Linked DNA regions of Arabidopsis thaliana: region 1 is linked to region 2. A link is a contact called in public capture Hi-C data. All regions are on one chromosome and are shown on one strand. Each heading gives the region's core, a stretch centred on a gene start, on an enhancer-like site or on the middle of the called end of the contact. The rest is flanking DNA. Distances are from core to core; before and after follow the strand shown.

Evidence for each region. Capture Hi-C pulls out chosen DNA fragments and counts their contacts.
Region 1: a capture Hi-C map of seedling shows a contact between it and region 2, with 2.0 times the contacts expected there. The contact joins the promoter of AT4G04190 here to the promoter of FIB in region 2. A contact is called at or near these places in 3 of 26 Hi-C or Micro-C datasets (callus, seedling and shoot), 1 of 2 datasets of contacts at active chromatin or transcription factors (seedling) and 1 of 3 other capture datasets (seedling).

What each region holds. Positions count from the first base shown.
Region 1 is chr4:2,022,797-2,027,785 of TAIR10.1, reverse strand. It overlaps AT4G04190, which reads right to left and starts at 3,317. Exons shown (of 7, transcript NM_116657.4): 1 at 3,076-3,317; 2 at 2,907-2,969; 3 at 2,457-2,606; 4 at 2,294-2,367; 5 at 2,063-2,181; 6 at 1,818-1,901; 7 at 1,269-1,576. The coding sequence starts at 2,913. The coding sequence ends at 1,456. It overlaps AT4G04180 (P-loop containing nucleoside triphosphate hydrolases superfamily protein), which reads right to left. Exons shown (of 14, transcript NM_001340474.1): 10 at 4,946-4,989; 11 at 4,772-4,854; 12 at 4,561-4,683; 13 at 4,364-4,424; 14 at 3,794-4,283. The coding sequence ends at 4,113. AT4G04200 (Microsomal signal peptidase 25 kDa subunit (SPC25)) reads right to left here and starts at 621. Exons shown (of 5, transcript NM_116658.4): 1 at 520-621; 2 at 334-443; 3 at 1-86. The coding sequence starts at 621.
Region 2 is chr4:1,927,758-1,933,418 of TAIR10.1, reverse strand. FIB (fibrillin) reads right to left here and starts at 1,536. Exons shown (of 3, transcript NM_116640.5): 1 at 813-1,536; 2 at 275-470; 3 at 1-187. The coding sequence starts at 1,258. It also overlaps the pseudogene AT4G04010.

The DNA of each region.
Region 1 (4,989 bases), core at 2,068-4,567, 93 kb before region 2:
TCTTCTCCTTAATGTACAGAATCAGCTGCATTACCGCAGTCAACACCACATACTTGCCAAAGTCAAGAAGCAAACAAATCCCACATCTTATTCAAAAATTATATCCAAAAGATAAAGACTTTGAGAAATTTCTCTGATTATACATAACATTCATACCTAATAGACATTATAGTATCTCAAAATCTAATGCACACAACACAAACCAATCAAGCCATACACAAGGAAACAATTATCAAATTCAATTCAATTTCATCTTAACCCTAGCAAATCAAATGGGAATCAAAAGGATATAATCCGATGCAGCAGATCAAAAAGTCTCTGTTCTCAGGAAACTTCTTGTTGTAGAATTGAGCAACAAGAGCAACCACGATTATAATCCCTCCTAACAGAAATTTGACGTTGCTTAATCTCACATCCTCCTTGTACCCTCTGCTCGTAACGATCTACACAGCGATAAAGGACAAAACTTTGATATCGAGAACGAAATTGTGGGGATTGATTGATGTGTTTATGACTTACATCGGAGACGGATTCATCAAGGAGGTGTTTGATTGCGATGTGGTCTAACAAGTTAACCTTTTTAACGTTCTTAGTCGCGGATTCTGTCTTCTTCTCTTCCATGGCGGATCGTTACAATATCAAAATCTTCGAAGTTTCTCTTGCAGAGTGCTAGATACTGTCAGATATAGCAGACGTTTTCGGTAAGAACGATGTCGTTTCGTAGAGGGAGATATTGGGCCTCAAATGGGCTTCAGAAAAAACAAGAAATTATTAAGTTCGGTTCGGCATTTCTGTTTAATTTCTGGTCCCGTTTGTGTTCGATTCGGTTCGATTTATTTGGGTTTTGTAAAATTCTAATCAAACTCAACCGAGGTTAGTATGGTTTGGTTTGGGTTTGGATCAATCTATGTTCGGGTTTGGTTCCGTTTGGCTTCTTCGGTTTGGTTTTAATTCGGTTTTAAAAAACTAATCATTGTAACCGTACATTATTGTTTGAACTTTGAATTTGATAATAGTTAACTTAAGCAAAAGTTTTAATAATTCAAAAAAACCATGAAAAGAAATTAAAAGTGCAAACTATTTCATATTTAGTAATATACAATATTATTAATTAATTAATTAAATAAATATATTGGGTTGTCAATTCGGTTTGTTTAATACCAAACCGAACCGAACCATTTGGGTTGAGAAGAAACATAACCGAATGGTTTGAATCTAAACTTGGGTTTGGTTTGGATCGGTTTGGTTTAGTTAAAATGCACATCCCTATTATTACCGAAAGAAATTGATTACTCAATTTGACATTTGTAAAGACTAAGAGCGAATTTAATGGAGAAGATAAAACTTTTTAGATTTTTAATGTTACTTTTAATAGCTAAAAGTGGTTACATTGCTGCACCATAAGTGTAATGATTATGAACCTTTTATGATCCAAAACATGATTCAATATGGAAATCACCAAAAGAACCATCTTTTTGGAGCAGAAGGTTTTGGGGACTGATCATGGTGTTGGTTATGTTCATGTTCAACCTTGTTCCTGTTCTCCATTCCCTGCTTCAGTGACTCCAGTCTTTTTCTGTGACATCCACACACAATAAAAACAATTAGCTTTAAGCTAAGAAACAAACCAAAGTAATACAGACTGTAGCACAAAGGGTTTATAGGCTTCACTTTCGATAATGCTAAAAATCAGATTTATGTACGCAGCATTTGGGAAGGACTATGATGGGTTCATCTACTATCATGCAGCATATTAATTCCATGATATTATATTATGAGCATTGGTTGTTTTATAAGGTTAGGTTTTGTTACAGTACTTGGTATCCGTCATCCGACCGTGTAAACTCCATCTCCGGCGAAATCCTTCTATTCCTTCAGCTCCACTTGCTAGAATCAAGTGCCTGATTATAAAACAAATGAACTGTTTTAGTGAACATTTGGATTTAAGAACATAGTTTCGATTTGTGAACATCTGTAGATATACATGATTACATGGTAGCACAAACTCTTCATGTAAAGAAAATCCAAAACAAAATATAACTGCATTGTTAAGAAAGAGTACCTCTCAAAAGATGTGGCTTCAGCTTCAAGCTGCGTAATCCTTTCCTTAGCGAGTTCAATGGGCATAGACAATCCTAACTTGTGTTCGCTCTCTTGAAGTCTAACTCTCAATATTTTGTCCTACAAAAAGGATAGAAGAACAAGAAAAGTCAAGGAAATGGATGTGGATATGATATGAGAATGAAAAGCTTTATATAACTATAATCCGAGCCGATGGCTAAACAACAATTACCCTCTTTTCAGCACATTGTCGATACAATGCAAGCTCATCTTGGCAAAATGGTTCAATATCATTGATTTGCAAACCTAAAACAAGAAAAAAAAAAAAAACAATTCTACTCACTGACAGAAGTAAGGGTAGAATTATAAACCAAACCGAGGATACATAGACATACACAGGAATAGATTCCTCAAAATCCCATCGCACAAATCAACACCTTCAAGCACATGTGAAGCAATTTCAGGAGGGATAACAGGAGATGGAGGACCCGTCATTAGGTCATCACCGACCAGTATAGTCTCCTCCATCATTGGTTGTGAATCAACTGAATATTTTGAAATCACCAATGTTACAGTTCTCAAAAAATGGTCTTAGGATTCAAAAACCATGCAACCTCAATTTAAATTTTCCAAGCAATTTCTACGCATTGATGGTAATGCAGATTGGGATTTTAACAAGTTATACTAAGAAGTTTTACATCATACAAAACAATAGCAAAGAACAAAGCTTTATAGCATTTTCCTAAGTTTCTACATCTAATTCACCAATTCCCAAAGATAAGTGAAGAAAGGGCCTTCCTTGAAGCAAAAACAAAATCACAATTGCACAAGAATCATTCACTCACCATCCATGACTGCTCCGTATCAAATCACTTCAAGAACTGAAGAACAAACCAAACTTGTAAACCCTGAACATTCATTTATAAAAAAAGATACATCAAACAGAGAGAAATTGTAAAAACATTCTCAGTTAGGCATTTCATCGAACAGTTTCTAGGCATAACAAGTACATACCCGTTCGAGAAATCTGAATTCCGCAAAGTACGAGGAGATTCAACGCGTGAACAAGCAGAAAGCAACTAGCGAATACGGATTAGAAAAATTTGATAACAACAGGAAATGATCCGACGCAGCCGATTAAAAACACAGTCCCTCTTCTCAGTGTTACTACTAGATCATGGATCACGGTATTAGCTTTGAAATTACACGAAATCTCGACCGCAGGATAGACGACAATATCTAAAAGCATCTGACGGTAGTAACACGAGTATTGTCTCTAGTAGGTCCCACCATGTTCCAGTTGGGTTTCTTACATATAGTGTTGTTTAAAAGAGGTATATTTTGTTTCTTCGCTTTCAAGTCTAAATCTTCAAACACGACGTCGTTTAGGGCTGGCCATAATATTCGAATCCGAGCTCCCGATCGGAATTTGAATCTGAAATTTTAAAATATCCGAACAGGTTTATACTTCAAAACCCTAAAATCTGAAACCGAATCAGATCCAAACCGATATCCGAACGGGTATCCAAACATATCTATAGTTTAAATGCATAGTAATAATATCTATAAATATTTATATTTGTAATAATCTAAGTGTCAAAATATGTGAATTTTTGAATATTTAAAATATTTTTAGGTTTTTAATATACTTTTTAAGTAAATTTGGGTAAAAAATGTTCAACGTTTTTAGATATTTTGTTTATTTTCAAGTAGTTTGGATCGATTTGGTTATAAAAATTTAATTTTTGAGAACTTCAAGTAATCCGAATCCGAACCCGAAATATCTGATCCGAATCCGATCTGAACCCGAAATCAAGAATTACCCGAATGGGTTCTACCTCTAAATCCGAAAACCCCAAAATCCGAAATACCCGATCCAAACCCGAATGGGTACCCAAACGCCTAGTACTTTCATATATTATGAACTGTAATTTTTACAACATCTTCAGGCTTTGATATTGACAAGTCAAATTCACAGAACAGAAGAAACTTCCTACTGTCTGTGTAAGTAAGTTAATCCTCCGTAAGTATTGTTTGCTAGATGAATATTGTCACTCAAAATCAAGCAGAGGTTTCTTGGAGCGAGCAGCAAATTTCTGTTCCTTCTGCTCCGTGACACTACGAAGAGATTTGCGCCGAGCTTCAGCGCTTTCCAAGTACTCTTGTATTGGAGGAAGAGTGATCTTTTGTTCTTCTCCACCGGCTTTTGCTCGACGAATCAACTGTCCAACAATATAAAGGTTAATGATCTGCAGTTGGTGTAACATTTAGCCATGTGTAGAAGACGAAATTCCGTTTTAACCTTTGAAGCCCATGTTCGTTCTGCTCCTTGACATACATCTCGAATATCTCTGCCTGACATTCTGCGTAACCATCAAAAGTCAATATGGATTCATCACAAATTAATCAGGAATAGAAAGATCGGGTGGCCTTGAAGTTGATCAAATAAAAAGTTTCGAACTTTAGTTTGATATGGTAAAGGAAAGTTGGAAACTTTACGCTTCTGTGGCTTGAGCAAGCTGGACTAGTTCAGGCTTTGAGAGTTGTTTTGCGTATTGAGCGATGATTTCTTGACGAGTTTGTAAATCCGGTAAGTCAAACATGATCATGGAATCGAACCGGCTAAAGATACACAGATGAAAAACATAGGACACTGATCAGGATACTGCAGCCACGAATTGAACTGGGTTTGAAATGTTTAATTGCTTACCTGATCAAAGCGGGATCAAGATCTTGTTTTCTATTGGTTGCAGCAATCACAACCACTTTTTTTTCTTGTTCAAATCCATCAATCTGCAAAAACATAGAAGCAGATTCATCAGACTGGTAATAACTAGTCTCTCATCTCGTGGATATGTGATATTGGCAATTTTGAATGTGTTACCTGCCTTAGTAGTACCGACAAAACTCTACGCGTTGCTTCATGCA
Region 2 (5,661 bases), core at 287-2,786:
GAGAAAACTTCAATGGTGGTTGGTTTGAAATGGTTCTAGCCACTGAAGAAGCAGTGTCTTGGACTGATGTAAGTAAACCTTTAATGGGATTGAGATCGATTTTCTGACCAAGAACCTCCACGGATTCCGGTATTTCAATCGAATCCGTTAGCTGAGGAGTCCCTATAACACCTTGCTCGAACTTAATCTACAACAAACAAAACAAAAAAAACAATTAGGTTATGTAACATTAGCATTTGCCATTTGTGGTTTTAGGGGATGATTCTTGATTTACCTGGACACGTTTAGGACTTCGGATTTCAAACTTAGCGTTGGTGCTAAACGACGTTGTGGAAAACGGACCAGCGAACCGGACAGAGTTTTGAACGGTGAAGCTATCGGAATCAATGGTTTGTGAGATCTCATCCACTTTAACCAACGGTTCAATTCTTCGTGAGAGCAATGGGAACAACCCCACGAACGACGTGTAGCTTCACGAGATAAACACTTAAAAACTAAGTTCTTGATTCATAACAATAACGGCTAAAAATAAACGAAGGCTCATAACTACACACAGAATCATAATCCAAATTCATAATTAAATCTTCTTTGTAACCACAACTTGCTTTTCACTATCAAAATCAAATCATTCATAACGGAACTAAACAGTTTTCACCGGGAAATTAAACTTCCACCGGTAAGTTTAAAGTATCATTAACTTAATTGGTAAAGATCCTAGACGAAGCTTAGAGATCACCGGTTTGAGTAATGTTTGGGACAAAACTAATATTACATGCCGTGCCTAGGAGAGTATCAGAACTAAAAGTACTTACGCGAGGATCCATTTGCCGTTGAGGAGAAACAGAGCTTCGTTAGGAGCTGGAGTAGGGTTCTTAGACTCGAGCTGTGTGATGAGCTCGCTGATCTCAGCTCTCGTATCACTCGATACGCTTAAACCTCGATCTGTTCCGTACAACGAATCCGCTAGTGATCTCTTTAGCCTCTCCGTCTCCTCCACGGATTCGATTGCTTTATCTGCTACCGATACGGTTGAAGATGAGGCAAATACTCTCTCCACTCCATCTTGACCCCATTCGTCGTCGATGTCCGTCGCTCGGATTTTGAAATCTGGCCGATGAACAGAGACTCCAATCTCCGATCGCCGATTTATTGAGTTAATCGGTAGTAGGATCGGAGATTTCGATTGGTGTTTAGTGTTTGATGAGCTTGGATTTAGGGTTTTGCAGGGAAACTGGGTGAACAATGGTACCGTCGCCATTTTTGTGTTTGTTCTTCAGAGAAACCTCACGAATTAGGATTTTATAACCGTTGAGCTGGACTGTAAATGACGTATATACCCTTATCTGGTACACTTTCTTATGAACATATAAGTCAAGATCCAAGGGATAGAATAGGTATTTGGAATAGAACAAATGAGGTAAGCTAAGGTGGGATTTTGACACGTGGATGGTTAAAGATCATTGTTTTAAGAATCGACCTGGACTCGTGTGAAGTTGCCGACTTTATGAAAAATTCATAAAATTTGTGGAAGATTTTATTTTCTTCAATAGGGAAACAATTTGGTTTAATTTGGTTTTTGTCCCATTATTTGTGTGGGGGAGAATTTGTTTGGGTTTTCTACGAGAGTTAGGCCATGCAATGCAAATGGCATGATGGATCTAGAATCTTCGGACGTGTACTATACTTTTTGGCCGGTTTTGGTGATCTTCGATCTTCAGTTTTCTGAACGGTGAAGATTCTCTCCAATGCAAAATATCTAAACGGCGATTAATCAACAGTGTAATAAGTAGTTGGACTAAATGGGCCTGGATAGTATATTTAATGGGCCTTTATTAACAAAGAAGACCCATTAAAAATTTAAAATGAATACAATAGTTTTGTATCCAATAGACCAATAGGTCCAAAACGTTCTTAAAGGGAGAAAAATTAGCTGGTAAAATAATAGTACCGGTGTTTGTTCAAAAAAAATAATAATAATAATACTGGGCAGGTGTAGATATTCGGGTACTCATATCTGTTCGGTTCTTTTTTTTTTTGAGTATCGGATCTATTTAGGTATGAAGTTAAAAACCATTCATGTATTCTAAAATTTTGGTTCGGTTTTGGTTTGAGTTTGGATCGATTTAGTTATTTTAGTAAGAATTGAAAAATAATCAAAAATACTCAAAATATTTTTGGGTTCAGGTCGAGTTCGAGTTTTTTACTCATCTATACCTAAATCTAACCGAGATGCCTGATTAGTTTATCCAAAAATATATTAGTTATATTTTACCAAAATATAACCAAATGTAACCAAAATACTTAAATTACTTAGAAAACTATAGGGTGAGTTAAAAATATATACATGGATAAACAGAATATTAAGAATTTATACATAAAAATATGTTATTTACGTAAATAGGAAAGAGAAATAAAATATAAACCAAAAAATATCCTTCCGGTTTAGATTAATTACAAAAATGCCATTGATTCAAAATACTTTAATATTTAATTGGGAGATTTGCAAAACTGCCCTTATTCTAATAACCTTTTGTAAAAATGTCCTTTCCTGAAGGCCATTTTTAAAACTACCCTTTCTAATATGGCAAATGACTGTCTTACCCTTACTGAATGATTAGGTTTCACATTCGTTTCACAATACAATTCGTTTTGGCACAAACTTCTTCGTTTTGGCCAACGAATTTTCCTATCCGATTTCACTCAAAATCGCCGGCGAATTTCCTCTCCGATTTCACTCAAAATTGCCGACGAATTTCCTCTCCGATTTCACTCAAAATCGCCAACGAATTTCCTCTCCGATTTCACTCAAAATCGCCGACAAATTTTCTCTCCGAGAAACCCCAAAATCGCTGACGAATTTCCTCTCCGATAAATCTGTTCTTCGCTGACGGATTCAGATCATTTCTCTACGACGCAAACAATCCCCAGAGATATCGATAGATCCGACGGTAACCGTTTTTATAATCGATTTTATAGTCGATTTTATAGTAGATCTGACGATGTTTCATAACATGTTTTGCAGATGGATTCAGAGAGTGAAATCCTTACATTGCCTGAACAGATCTACAGAGAAGGTGAGGAATCTATTGCACTGGGAACCGTTCAACAATACTTGGATTGGAATTTAGTTAGTAAAGTAGAGGAAGCTTTAGGCGAGTGTTTATTTCAGAAGATTAGAAGTTCGTTTCTTGGTCTTCTAGTTGAATTGGGACCAAAAATGAAGGCTAAGAAGGGAATCAGATTTTCTGGGAAAATCTTTCACTATCTCATGCAGCAGAGAGTGAAAACAAAAGGATCAACTCTTTGGTTTAGAGTTGATTCTCAACCTATCTGTTTCTCCTTGAGAGAGTTCTATCTCACAACAGGTAATAAAGTTTTACAATCGTTTTTAAAGCTTAATTAACTGTCGTAGAATGATTTACAAGGCATTTGCATAACTGTTTGCGTAGTTTACAATCATTTTTAAAACATAAGTAAGTGTTATAGATAATTTACAAGGGATTTTAAAAGCTTTTAAAAGGGGTTTACTTCATTAACAATTATTTAAGAAGCATAAGTTAGTGGCAGATAATGATTTACAAGGGATTTTAAAAAGGGTATGCATGGTTTACAACCGTTTTTAGGCATAAGTAACTAACATAGAATAATTTACAAGGGATTTTAAAAGCTTAAAGAAGTGTTAAACACGTTTACATGGGATTTTAAAAGCATAAGTAAGTGTCTTAAAACGATTTACAAGGGATTTTAGAAGTGTTTGCATGGTTTACAATCGATTTTAAAACATAAGTAAGTGGGATAGAATAATTTACAAGGGATTTTAAAATCTTTTCTAAGGGTTAAACATGATTTACAATCGTTTTTTAAGCATAAGTAAGTTGAATAGAATGATTTACAAGGGATTTTAAAACCTTTTCTAAGGGGTTAAACATGATTTACAATCGTTTTTTAAGCATAAGTAAGTTGAATAGAATGATTTACAAGGGATTTTAAAAGCTTTTAGAAGGGTTAAACATGATTTACAATTGTTTTTAAAGCATAAGTAAGTGTCATAGAATGATTTACAAGGGATTTTAAAAGTGTCTGCATGGTTTACAATCGTTTTTAAAGCATAAGTAAGTGACATTGAATGATTTATAAGGGATTTTAAAAGCTTTTAAAAGTGTTAAACATGATTTACAATCGTTTTTAAAGTATTTAGTATAAAACCTGTAATAATAGTCTCTAAACTGTCTTTTGTTCTTACAGGAATTCAATGTGAACCTGTTCATAGGGAACTTCGACGAAAGGGGAAAGATCCTGTAAAAGAACCATACTTTTGGGCTAGTGAAGGATCCTATACTCTTGGTGATCTCGAAGATCGATTGTTTTTAAAACCTAAGGAAGGTGAACCTGCTGTTGAAGATGAAGAAAAGTTGTGTCTTGCTGCAGTAGTGTTGACTGAAGGAATTCTTTTGACACCATATGGAAAAGAGAAGATACGTTTGCCAAGATTGCAGCATGCTTCTGATTTTGAGATGTACACAGCCCAACCGTTGGGTAAAGAAGCATTCAGTGTTCTATCAAATTCAATTCTGAGAATGGACGAGAAAACTTGGGCAAAAGAGAAATATGATTTGAGAGGATTTGGACTCGCGCTAACAAGATGGGTGTTGAGCGCAGTTCCAGCATTTGGTGCAGCATATGGAGTTAGAGATAAGGAATTCCAATCTGAATATCCATTGATATTGAAGTGGAAAAGCACTACTACTCCAGAGTTTTTCAAGGTCGTAAACCTTGTAAATGATGTTTCTGAGGTAAGCTTTTGTCTATTTACAAAATTCTTAAAATGGTTTTGAGATTTGAAGTTTTGCTTTCTCAAGATTTGTAATGTTATTGTATCTTCGCAGATGGAGGTGAATACAATTATTGGAAACCCAGAAGAATTCAAGTCTTTAGTTCCTGATTCCACACAGACGACACAGAATTCCAACATATTTTGGGACTTGTTAATATGGGCTACAGATTGAAGAAAACTGAATGGAATACAAGATGCGTTGATGTTTGTGCTGCCCTTGAAGAAGTAGGTCAAAACAAAATCAATAACAAAATATCTGATAGCGAGAAACTTGACAGGATTTTGACAATCCTTGAAGATCTTAACAAGAGAGTCGAGCTGATTGAGAGGATTTTGGACATTAGAATGGAGGAAAAGAATAATCAGAGATCTGAAGAAGATGAAGAAAGAAAACAAGAAGATGAAGGACTAGAAAGACAACCAGAGGTAATTGTAAATGTTTCTTTAAAAGCTATTTGAAAGGAAAGGTTTTACAATGTATTTTAAAGGTTAAATACGTAGTAAACCTTTACAGTGTACTCTTTTTTTCGCAGGCTGAAGAAGAAGGAGGACTAGAAAGAAAAGCAAAGGTAATTGAAAATCTTTACAAGCTATTTTAAAGGTCTACTAATTATATTAATGATTGACTTATTGTTTTTATTTTGTTGCAGAATGACAATGAATCATTTGAAGATTCAATCCGAGAGCCAAACACACAGTATGGGAGCTATCTGGGTGATGATGAAAACACCCAACGTTATGTTGGTGATGAAGTAGCTGAAGAATCATCAAAAGTACAGTAATCTTATATCTCTAAAAGTCTTACAAAAATGATTAGTATCCTTTTT